Regions from separate parts of the Capra hircus genome. Here region 2 is linked to region 1. Evidence: chromatin contacts called from public Hi-C data. All regions are on one chromosome and are shown on one strand. The core of a region is the stretch at or near the end of the contact, and the rest is flanking DNA. Distances in the headings are between cores, read along the strand shown.

Region 1 (5,774 bases), core at 1,975-4,474:
AAAACCTGGGCTGTGGTGCCCGGCTTCCGAGATGACCCTCGTGGTCACCTTCTTGGCTAGTCCTTATTGGGACCAGTTCTGCTGGAGTTTGCTACGGACTGAATTGTGTGTCTTCAAAATCCATATGTTAGCACCCTAACCCTCAATGTGACTGTATTTGGAGACAGGACTTTGGAGGTGTCATTGTTTTTTAGTAGCTAAGTCATGTCCTACTCTTTGCGACCCTGTGGACTGTAGACTCTGTCCATGGGATTTCCCAGGCAGGAATACTGGAGCCGGTAGCCATTCCCTTCTCCAGGGGATCTTCCCAGACCAGGGATTGAACTCGTGTAGGAAGATTCTTTACCTCTGAGCCACCAGGTAAGCCCTTGTGGAGGTGATTAAGGTTAAATAAAGTCATAAGGGTGGGATCCTAATCCCACAGGACTGGTGACTTTATAGAGCTCTCTCCTAAGAGAGTTTCTCAGTCTCTCTCTCTCTGCCATGTGAGGACACAGTAAGAAGCGGCAATCTACAAACCAAGAAGAGATCTCTCACAAGGAGCCAAATTGGCCAGCATCTTGACATGGACTCTCTGGTCTCTGCAACTGTGAAAACCAGACTTCTGTTGTTTAAGCCTCTCAGTCCATGGAACTGTGTTCTGGCGGCCCAAGCTGACTAAGACAGAGCTCTCGCATTTTGGTAGGGCTTGTGAGCAAGGCATGACTGTCGTTTGTTCTGGGCTCTCGTCAAGGATGTGTGTGGGGCAAACTTCCTCGGAAGACAGACAGAGAAAGAAATGTCTCCCTCTGTGGCAAAGGGCAGGCATGCTCCTGCCCATTATAGAAGCTGTGGTTTCCCTCAGCTCAGGGCTCTCTCCTCTAATAAAGCCCACTGAGTGAGCAGATGACTTCTAGCTCTCTTTATGCTGATCTGTGGGAACTGGGCACTGGGTGAAAAAAAAAAAAAAGCCGATTCTCTGGCTATTGCTGTCATTGTGAGTGGTAAACTCTCCTCCGTGTCTGACCCTGGAGCCACATGTCTTCTGTCAGCATCCAAGAAGTGAGGGCATCTAAGAAGCCTAACTTCTTAGCTTGTAAGTAGGGTAAAAATGGCAGCCCCCTCATAGTCCCTGACAATTCACCCCTACACTGAATCAGACCTGACCCCCATGGCCAATAGAATTCTGTGGAAGTGATGCCATGTGATGCTTGGACTTCAAGACCAGGTCACAGGAGCTGATACAGCTTCTGCCTGGCTCTCCTGGGAAGCTCACCCTTGATCCCAGGCACCATGTGGTGAGGAAGCTCCAGCTGCCCACCCAGACAGCATAGCCCTCACTGGCTTGTTAGAAATGTGAGCAAGCCAACCTGGAAGTGGATCCTCAGTCCCAGTCAACATTCTGCAGCCCTCCAGCATCTTACTGGAATCTCAGGAGTCATTCAGCCAGAACTGCCTCATCAAAGCCACCCCTCAGAGAAATCATGAGAGATACTAAATGATGATGACTGTTATTTTAAGTCATTGCATCTGGGGATGGTATTTTAACGCAGCACAGGTGACTAATACACAGGACACAGGTTCCATCCTTTTAGTGGCAGGGTTATCCAGCAGAGGGAGATTTTGAGTTTTCCCGAAATCCCACATGGTGTGGAAGATGAAGTGAGAACTGCGGACTTGCCTGAGGGCTTCTGAGCCTCTCTTTTCCCATCTGTATAATGGGAGGGTGCTGAGCCCTTCCTAGGGTTGTGGTATCCACGTACAGCATGTAGGACAGTGTATGTATAGAAGTGAAGTTGCTGTTAACTTTCATGTATAACAAACTCCATCATGAGCATACACTGCTTTTGATGATTTTTCTGAGAGGTTAAAAATTCAGAAAAACCCAAAGAGTAGTACAATAATCACTCATAATCACACGGCCTAGATTAACAACAAATAGCTTTTTGTTGCATCTGGATAAATCTTTTTTAAAATTTTTATTTATTTATTTGGCTGTGCCGGGTCTTGGTTGCAGCATGTGGGATCTTTAGCCTGTGGGATCTAATTCCCTGACCAGGGATTGAACCCAGGCCCCCTGCTATGGGAGTGTGGAGTCTTAGCCACTGGGCCACTAGGGCTTGAAATCTTTTTAAAATTTGACAGCAATATATAAATATGTTCTCCCTTTGAGCAACTGACCCAACCATTAGGATGAAGCCAGGACCCTCCTGACCACTCCCCAAGTCCCACTCTTCCCTCCCTCCCCTGGACACAGCAGGAGTGTGCTCTGCTTACCTCTGATGGCCGTTTTTCCCCCAGTGCCACTAACTGCACAGTTAGCCCCAACTCCAGTGTCACCTGCAGAGTCTGCCCCATCGCCCCATGTCAAACCAACACATACCAATTGTGTGTAGCGAGGCTCACTCATTTATGGTGTCATCTGTGCACAGCCAGGCTCAGTGACGCATAAGCCCAGAGTCACCTGCCCACAATCAGCCACAAACAGCCATTTGCGGTCCCAGACTCCATCCATTTGGGGCTTCCCTGAGAGCTCAGACGGTTAAGAATCTGCCTGCAATGCGGGAGACCTGGGTTCAATCTCTGGGTGGAGAAGATGCGCTGGAGAAGGGAATGGCAACCCACTCCAGCATTCTTGCTGGAGCATTCCATGGACAGAGGAGCCTGGCGGGCTACAGTCCACGAGGTCACCAACGGTCGGACAGGACTGAGCGACTACCACACTCCGTCCACGGCGCCATGTGGTATGACATCACACGCAATGTCACAGGACACGGGCGGGCCCCTCCCCCGGCGGAGCCCCGCCCACAGGACGCACTACACCCTGGGCGCGGCCACCGGCCAGCCTGGGGCCTGGGCCCTCCCGGCTTGGAGGCCTGGACCCAGGCGCTGCCTCCATCAGCAGGACCACCATTCAGGCTCCATCTCAGTGAGCTGAGGAGGCCTCTGCGGAAGCGAGAGCGAATGCAGAGAAAAGGCTTTGTTCTTTGTGGGCAGGTCATTAAGGGGAGCTGGAGCCCCTCTGCCAGCCCCTCCCCTCCCACAAAGGAACAAAACAGCAGCTATTTTTAGATTCGTGTCAAACTCCCTCAGACCCTGGGGTGGGGAGTCCCGTGAGAGAGGCGTTTGTGAGGGCTCTAATGAGCGGCAGCAGCAGTGCGGGGCTCTCCAGGCAGCTGGCCCCCATCTCCGCCAGGGGAGGAGCCAGCCCCGGATGTTCCTGAGACAAAGGGAGGCCCGAGACAATGGGAACAATGCCCGGCTCCCGGGTGCCTGCTTGTGGGGGAGCACTCCCCTGCTTGTGCGAGGAGGTCCCATGGGGCACAGCGCGTGGGCATGGGGGCGCTCCTTCCCTGGTTGCCTCACAGGCCCCGTTTCCCTGAGGAGGCTGCCTGGGACGAGGGACTCTTGTGCCTGACAGCGCCTGTGCTCTTGCTACTACACAGACGTCATGTAATGGGCAGTTTGGGGGTCATCCAGTTAAGAAAGCATCCCAGCTCTGAACCCTTAGAGCTGTGTGGCTTTGGGCCTCAATTTCCTCACCTGTAAAATGGGAACGATCATTTTCACCTCCCGGGAGTGTTGTGAGGAGTCCAGGACACATAAATAGGTTCTCAGCAGGCTGAGTTGTGAGCTCCTCGCAGAGCAAGGGCCTCATCTACAACACGGCTGGAGAGCCCAAGACGCTGCCTGACACACAGTAGGTGATCAGGAAACTTTGTTGAAGTTACTAAAGGGTCCTTAATAGCCTTCCGCCCTACGGGCTTGACCCAGCTTGGGTCACCCTCTTTCCAAGACTTGCCCCCAGGGTCCTTCCTCTTGCAAAGAAATTTGCCCTCTAAGACCAAGTCCCCATCAGCGGGTGTCACCGCCCGGGCTGGGAGCCCTATATTGCAATGACAGCGCCTGGCCACCAGGGGGCGCAGTCTCTTAACGTTTCCACACCAGCCTTGAGTCCTTTCCACCACCACTCAGCCTGGAGGGCTGGAGATGGTACCCCTCACCGAATGGGGTATCTGTCCACCTACTCACCCAGAGATCTCGGGGCCATGCTCCTAAAACGCTGTGGATGAACAGCATTACAACCAAGACTGTCATCTTGCAATGGTTAGAAAGAAGCACTGTTCAGGTCTGACCTGCTTCTCCCGCATTGCAATGTCCTGCCCTCACAGATTATGGTGACCCACTGCTGCCCCAGGCTTACCCCACCAGACTTCAGGATTCCCTGTTCTGTACCCTCCCTTCCAGCCAGAGAAGCCCAGACCGTTAGAGCCAGAAGGTCCTCAAGTTGATCTGAGTGTCTCCCGCTCCATTTTACAGACGGGAAAACTAAGGTCTACAGAATAGACCTCAGGAATACACAGTGAGGAGGTAACTGGACCAAGACCCAAACCTGGGTTCTCTTTTTCAACTTGTGCTATCTCATGCATGAGCTGTTTCACTGTTGTTCTGTTGTTCTTTAATTGCTAAGTCGTGTCCAACTCTCTTGTGACTCTGTGGACTATAGCCTGCCAGGCTCCTCTGTCCATGGAATTTTCCAGGCAAGAATACTGAAGTGGGTTGCCATTTCCTTCTCCAGGGAATCTTCTCAACCTAGGGATCAAACCCTCGTGTCCTGCATTGGCAGGTGGATTCTTTACCACTGAGCCACCTGGGAAGTCCCACTGTTGTTCTAGGGGAAGGATAAAAGGGGAAAGAACATTTTCAAGGACTTCTTTTTCTGTTCTAGATCTTTGCCTGGATCTGTACCTGAATTATTTGGTTGAATCCTCTACCAACCCTTTGAATAAGGAGTTATCTCCATTTATGAATGAGGAAAGTGAGGTCTGGTGAGGTTGCCTGAAGTTTCACAGCTAAGAAATAGCAGCACTCATATTTGTCCCTGGAGCTGCCTGATTCCCAAATCCACATTCTTTCTGTTCCATTAGGTTGAACTGTATAAAATTGCCATTCCCAGAGGTCAAAGTTTTCAAAATACTTGGTGTTATATGTTTAAGCTTAATACTATGCCAAAGGGACTCTCTTATCCTACAGGAAGGGGCCATTAATTGGAATATTCTGGTGGCAGGGGTGGGAAGAAGGGGGGAAGATTTCTTTAAGAGTAAAACACCCTGAGGAGATGACTATTGTGGGAGAGATTATTCCCTGCCCCCCAAAGCACAGATAAGGATCCTGGAATGGCTGTTGGCTCTAGAGGCTCCAGTTCATGAACTTCTGACCACAGAGGGGTCCTGCATCTTGAGCAGGAGGAGAATTGGAGGAGGGTCTTGAGGGGAGATGTGGCCTCTCTGGCTATGTCAGGGAGGCCCCTTGGAAGAGAGACAAACCTACATGATATAAATTTAAGATGTCACATAATGCCACAGAATATCGTGGTGAGAATGCTGCAGAGTGCTGTTGAATGTCAAGGAATGTCGTAAAATGCTCTGGAATGTCAAAGAATGTCACAGGATATCGTGAATTCTTGTAAATGTCATAAATTGTTGTAAATGTCAGAAGATGTCACAGAATGCTGTAGATGGTTGTAAATGTCATTGGATGTCAAGGACCACCTTCCAATGTCATCACAGAATGCTGTAGATGGCTGTAAATGTCATGGAATGACTTAGAACGTCATCCTGGATCTCCTAGACCGTGGTAGGCTGTTACAGAATGTCAGCATCACAGAATGTCATGGAAAGTTCCAGTCAGTTGGAAAAGACTCTGGGTTCCAGGTTTACCTGCGCGTTTTGCAGATGGGAAAAATGAAGCCCAGAGAAGAAAAGGGGCTTGTCTAATGAAGCTCACCCAGATAG
Region 2 (5,774 bases), core at 1,586-4,085, 180 kb after region 1:
GCAGCTCCTGGAGGTGTTAATTCTTAGCACTGAAGCCCTTCTGCACACCTCACTTTTGAAGTTCTATCTCCTTTTAGGAATAAGACACTGTTTCTCTTTTGAAATTTTCAGGCACACACTTGTTGCCAACTGTGTGGTCTACTCAGACTATCTTAATGTGGTTTTCTTGGGCACTTTCACAGCCACTGCCCCCAAACACTACGGTTCTGGAGTTTGGTCTTGCAAGCTCGGCTGCATCTGGCCAGGAGCTTCCCAGTGTTTATAGCAGTGAAATCTCCAGTAAGGCACACAGGCTGAAACCTCTCCCAGGAGGAGGATCCCCAGATCCCTCAGCCTGGAACAGCTCAGGAGTGAAGCAGGAAGTGCGCACCACCAGACCCACTGGGCCGATCCCAGAGTCCATATGAGCCCCCTTAAGTCAGGATCTCCCTTCTCCCTGCTGCGCCTGGCCAGCCCTTCCAGCAGCAGGTATTTAAATGAAAAAGAAAAAACTGCAGTGAGCCCAGTGATGCAAGTTAAGATGTAGGCTTTCTAAGGTCATTATTTTAATTACCATTAAAATAATTGGCACTCTGGCTATCAGAAGAATGGAGGTGATCAGAGGCTCAAGGTACCCCTCCCCCACCCAGAGGCAGGCGCAGCCTTCAGTGTCTGTATAATTAAAAGCTCCGTCTTTCATGAGCACAATAAAGAGGCCAGGGGGTGGGCAGACTGCAGCTCTGCTGCATGTTAATGCATTTATTATGATCAATAAGCCCTTGCCTTGAGTTTTGCCCTCTGCTTTGGGCATCTGCATGACTGACAGCAGGCACACACACAGTACACAGATTTACCCAGGAGTGGAGACGGCAGAAGTTCACAATTCTTTGGAGGCAGCACTCTCAGGGTCTCCAAGACCTGGCCTTGGGACCAGACAGGCCAAACACTGGCCCTGCGCGCCCGCCACTCACCCGTCTTGAATGTCTCTGCTCATCGTGTAGGAACCGTGAGGGTTAATGAGTTAATACAGAACCTCAACAAAGCTGCTTGGGAGTAATAGGCATCATCTGTCTTTTGCAGTTACGAGAACTGGTCAGCATGTGTATCCACCCTGACCCCAACCAGAGACCCGACATCACCTATGTGCACCAGATTGCCAAACAGATGCACGTGTGGACTTCAAGCACCTGAGCGTGGATGCAGTGTGCCTTCTCAGAAGCCACACCTTACCTGCCTTACCTGAGTCTTCTCCAAAGTGGCCACCTGGGAGCTGGGACCAACTAAGACTAGAGGGTTCAGCAGGTTCCCCAAAGAGGGGCCCAGGCTTCATAGCAGATGCTGAATACAGGGCTGCTGGGGGGAGGGGCACTGGTCACGTGCTACTGGTGGTCACATTTGAAACTCCTTTCTTTAAACTGTTGTGAACACTCTCAGCTGGGTTGCAAGGGGTGGATGGTTCAGTGAGCCACTGACACACCCCTTATATCTGGACTGTAATGTGAATCTTTTGGATAATTCCTTCAGTGACCTGTTAAGGTCTGTAGTAACAGGAGAATACAGGAGACTCTGATTTGTAGTGAGCCTTTTAAAATGGATAGTGGCAAGTTTAGCTCTTAGAATCTTTTCAAACAATCAAGCTGTGTGCTTAATTTACTCTGTTGTAAGGGAAGAAAGTGGAAATATTTTTTTTTAAGTAGAGTGGAGATTTTCCTAATATTTTTCTCTCTGTTTATAACTTGATAAATGACGACGAGGTGAACCCAGCATCTGACATAGAGGCAAAGAGTATTTGAAAGCCATGAGTATTCTCTGTGCACTCGGCTCAGCCCTATTCTGAACACCCGCCAGCACCGGGCCCTCATCACTGGCCTGAATGCTGGGGGTTCATTTAATGATCAGTGTGAAGTGTCTTCCTCGCTGAGAAGGAAGCATAGGAAACAAAACTATACGGGCTTTGCGCTGGTCCTGCACCTTCCTGGCATGACCCTGGGCAAGCTTCTTAACCTCTGAGACCATTGCCGCATCTATAAAATGGACTTAATAACATCTGTCTTCAGGGTTGCTGACAGAATTTGAGATAAAATATGTAAATTATCTAGCTCATGGCAAATGATCCAAAAATGGTAGCTACTCACCCCTTCACAAAGCTGAAATCCACGGACCATGCAAGTCAAGAGTTAACGTACAGCTGTATTATTTGTAGAAAACCAGAAGTGTGTTCACTTATTTCTTGCTCCCAAATAGGATTAACTGTGAAGATTAATTTATAAATGTGAACTTAAGGAAAACTGAAGCTCTGAAGGAAGTAGTTTGAATTTTGTTTTTACACTCAAGTTAATCCCCAAATGGTCTACATAGTCGCCCACTGACTTGGTGACAGTTCAGCCCTCCAGACAGACAGCGCATGTGTCCGCCCCACTGGTGTCCTGGTCAGGCCTTCCTGGGGACAAAGGATTTGGGTCGGGCCAGTGTGCCGATTTCTTGTGTGAACTCTGTTCTACTGTAATACTGTCGCGTTTGAGAGATTTTCTTCAGATGCAGCCTCTGCTTTGTACTCATCCTCCATGGTTGAAATAAAATGGGTAAGAGGGGTCCTTCTGTGAATGCGTATGATTCGTGAGTTCTTTTACAACAGCTTCACACTGCAGCACCATCTCTAAAGCTGCTTTTAAAAACACAATTTCTCAGGCCCCAGACACTGAGTAATCTGGGAATTTTTTTAAGCTCCCCAGATAATTTTGATAAATCGTCAGCCAAGTTGCTATCCTAAATAATCGCATTGTTCTCCCCACCCTACTCCTGGCAGTTTAACCGGGGCAGCTTGCCCAAGACGGGGTTCACTCTGGGAGACCATGGCACTGGGCCTTTCTCATGTCCCCAAGATGAGCATGCCCTGGAGGACAGTCAGACTCTGTCTGTCTGGCACTTAGCACTGAAAGTTTTTCTGATTCCAGGCAGACTTTTTGCAAATATTCTGCTTATGGCTCTCAGAATCCCTACTGTGTCTGTCTCCCTTGGCAGTATCGTCTTTGGACACAGATGAACTAGCTTTCTGCATGCCATCAACTTTCAACCCCTTGAGAACAATTCTGCTTAGTACAAGGACCCTCTGGAGGTACACAATTTCAGCCATTCAGCAGGCCTGAGTATTGGAAAAACAGTCATTTCCTAACAGATAGTAAGTCCCAAGCATTCTTGGGACGTCTGTGAAACTGGGCAAAGTGGAGTACACCCCGGGTCACACAGCTAGAGCAAAGCAACACTGTCCACCTACCTGCTTGTTCTCGGTACTGAGAACTGATGAGTGGTTCTTTCCTACTTGGCTGTGCTGCACTCATCCTAAGCAGCAAAGAAAAGGAAGAAACCTGGGACTACCCTGAACAAAGAGAAAAGTAAGTTAGCAAAGGGGTGGGAAACCACTAGCTCTGACTTCAGCCACTTAATTTTGTTTTCATTTTTTATTGGGTTTTCATTCAGCAAACACTGGCCGAATGTCTTACAGGGGGAGCCTCCATTGCCCCCAGTCTTCCACAGCGGTAGCCAGCCAGCCACTGACACCATTCAGGACGTGTCCATTGTTTGGACTGTTTCTTCCAGCACCTCAATTTCCAGGGTTGTGACTTTTTCAGTGAGGACAGCAGTGGTCCCTTTCTCACACCTGTACCGGCCAAACCTAGTGAGAGAAAGACAAAAGCAGAGAGTTAGGATCCCCTAGGGGCCTGACAGAGGGCTAGAGAAAGGGACAAGTATTTAGGGGGCAAGCCGGCCTAGACTGGAGTCCTGGCTCTCCTGACTCCCAGTTCTTCGAAGCAGGGGGGATTCCGCTCCCCCAAAGGTCACTTTCCTCGGCTCTCAAGTGCTACAAAATGGGGCTACAGGAAGACAGGATGCATGTGGAAAGAGGTAAGATCGAGCACCTGGCACTGAGTGGACCCTCGGATTTCCTTCCCCACCTCCGCATCCCCAGGAGATGCATTTGTTCCTCTGCCTTCAAGCTTCAACCTCCCTAAAGCATTAATAACCATTAATACTGAAGTTACCTTCAGTAACCAGCAGGAAGTCAATCCTTTCATTAAGGTGCCACTGCCCCGGATGACATAACTGTAACCTTAAACATGGTAAAAATATCTGGAAGCATTAACAGTACAAAAATGACCCACAGCCAGACTCTGGGCTTGTCACTGTTGACCACACTTGAGACTCAAGAAGGGAGAATTAACTGTCCCTAAAGGGACACGGTAGATCACCACTAACGCTCACCCAGCATCACTTTGCCTAGGTGAATCTGAAAGGTTTCTCTGAGCTTGGCAGCCCCTAATCTCACAGTGGGACCAGGGAGACAACACTGTCGAAGCAGCACAGGTCCGCCTGTTCCTCTCGCCTGTCTGCAGCTGAGACACTTTCTGTCCGCGGACGCTGCTGGCTGTGCCATGACCAGGTGCTCCTTGAAAAGCCATCCTCACCTGGCAGCTTGTGCTCAAAGAGGGCAGGAGACAGAAAAAAGGGTGGCATAACAGCTCTGTACAAAACCAGGAGTTTGTACAGCCACGAACAGTGGGCCTTTAAGTTCTGTGAAACCCCCCCCCAGTCCCCACCCTGCTCTTAAAGGGCCCGAGCAGCAGCACCTCCTTCAGGTGTGCCCGCCCCCGGCTCCGGTGTGGAGATGGTGCTCCTTCCCCGACTGGACGGACCCTTGGAGGCTTGTGGCCTTGGAGCCAGGGCCCCACAGGACTCCTGTGTGCTGGACTCCTGAACCACAAAGTCTGTGGGAGGAGTGGAGTCTCCTCCCACCCTGGGTTATGGCACCTGGTTTCAGCAGCACAAAGGGAACACTTCTACCTGAAGCAACAGGGGACCGCAATACCACACTGCAGAGGAGCCAGTGCAAACATGCAAGGCCAGGTCCAACACAGCCCAGGCCCGAAAGGTTGCTTCCCTTCCCACCCAGGGCCCGAGGAGTCGCATGGGCTCAGCAGAGATCACCTTGTCCAGGCCCAAGGTGATCCAAGACAGGTGCCCAGAGTCCCCACCCCAAGCCAGAGCTCTTCTCTGCTGTGCTGTCCTACCTGTCTCAAACACTCCGCGGGTCCACGATGCTGAGCACACACTGCACTGAACACCTGCTACTTCTCAAAGTTCTTTCCTTTCCTTGTGAATTACCCGACTTGGAGTTGAGTATATGTGGTGGGAGTTGAAGCAGCACTGAGGAAGGGGGTGTGCTTGCTCTCCTCTAGCCAAACTTGGGGCTGAGTTTCTAACTGCTCCTGCGTACATTCAGATGAAGGCCGCTGGAGCAGAGCTCAGGAGCCACGTTTTGAGTGGCTCAGCCTCCAGGAAGAGGTTAGGCAGCTGCACAGCCGTTCGAGACTGCTGCTGAGTGGCTCACCTGCCACCAGGGCTGGCCACTTTCCAGTTACATAAGCAAACTGATGCGCACCTCGCCCCCTCGCCCATTCTGAGCTGGGCTGCAGCGCCAGCTCAGCACATGCCACAGGCTAAGGAAGTGGCATGACTCCCTCCACAATAGGAAGAAGCACCAGTTAGCTCTCAAAGGCTAACTTCTGGAGACTTTTTAACTAATGGCTGATAACCATTTCAGACTCTTGAACCACTCTGAGAAAAAGCTACAGGCTGGCTGCCCTGGAAAATGTACCTTCTCACAGAACTTCATACAGATTTCAGAGGCATCTTTAAGGAAGCAGAGAAAGGCCAGCACATGCTGAATTCAAACCTCTCCCCATAATCCGCAGTCTAGGAATCTGTCCACTCAACATCTCCCATCAACATTTTACAGA

What was found. A called contact is a pair of places that touch in the nucleus more often than the background predicts.
Region 2: a contact with region 1 is called in a Hi-C map of blood, with 5 times the contacts expected there. The contact joins two enhancer-like sites. A contact is called at or near these places in 2 of 5 Hi-C or Micro-C datasets (both in blood).

The regions. Positions count from the first base shown.
Region 1 is chr11:94,736,562-94,742,335 of ARS1.2, forward strand. No RefSeq gene overlaps it. Among named protein-coding and RNA genes, the nearest start is that of NEK6, 98 kb to the right of the region's middle. Within about 2 kb of position 3,225, at least 1 of the 5 cell types and tissues checked has an H3K27ac peak or open chromatin away from gene starts, as enhancers often do.
Region 2 is chr11:94,919,491-94,925,264 of ARS1.2, forward strand. NEK6 (serine/threonine-protein kinase Nek6) reads left to right here. Exons shown (of 10, transcript XM_018055750.1): 10 at 1,060-2,570. The coding sequence ends at 1,170. PSMB7 (proteasome subunit beta type-7) reads right to left here. Exons shown (of 8, transcript XM_005687126.3): 8 at 3,410-3,652. The coding sequence ends at 3,541. Among named protein-coding and RNA genes, the nearest start is that of PSMB7, 57 kb to the right of the region's middle. Within about 2 kb of position 2,836, at least 1 of the 5 cell types and tissues checked has an H3K27ac peak or open chromatin away from gene starts, as enhancers often do.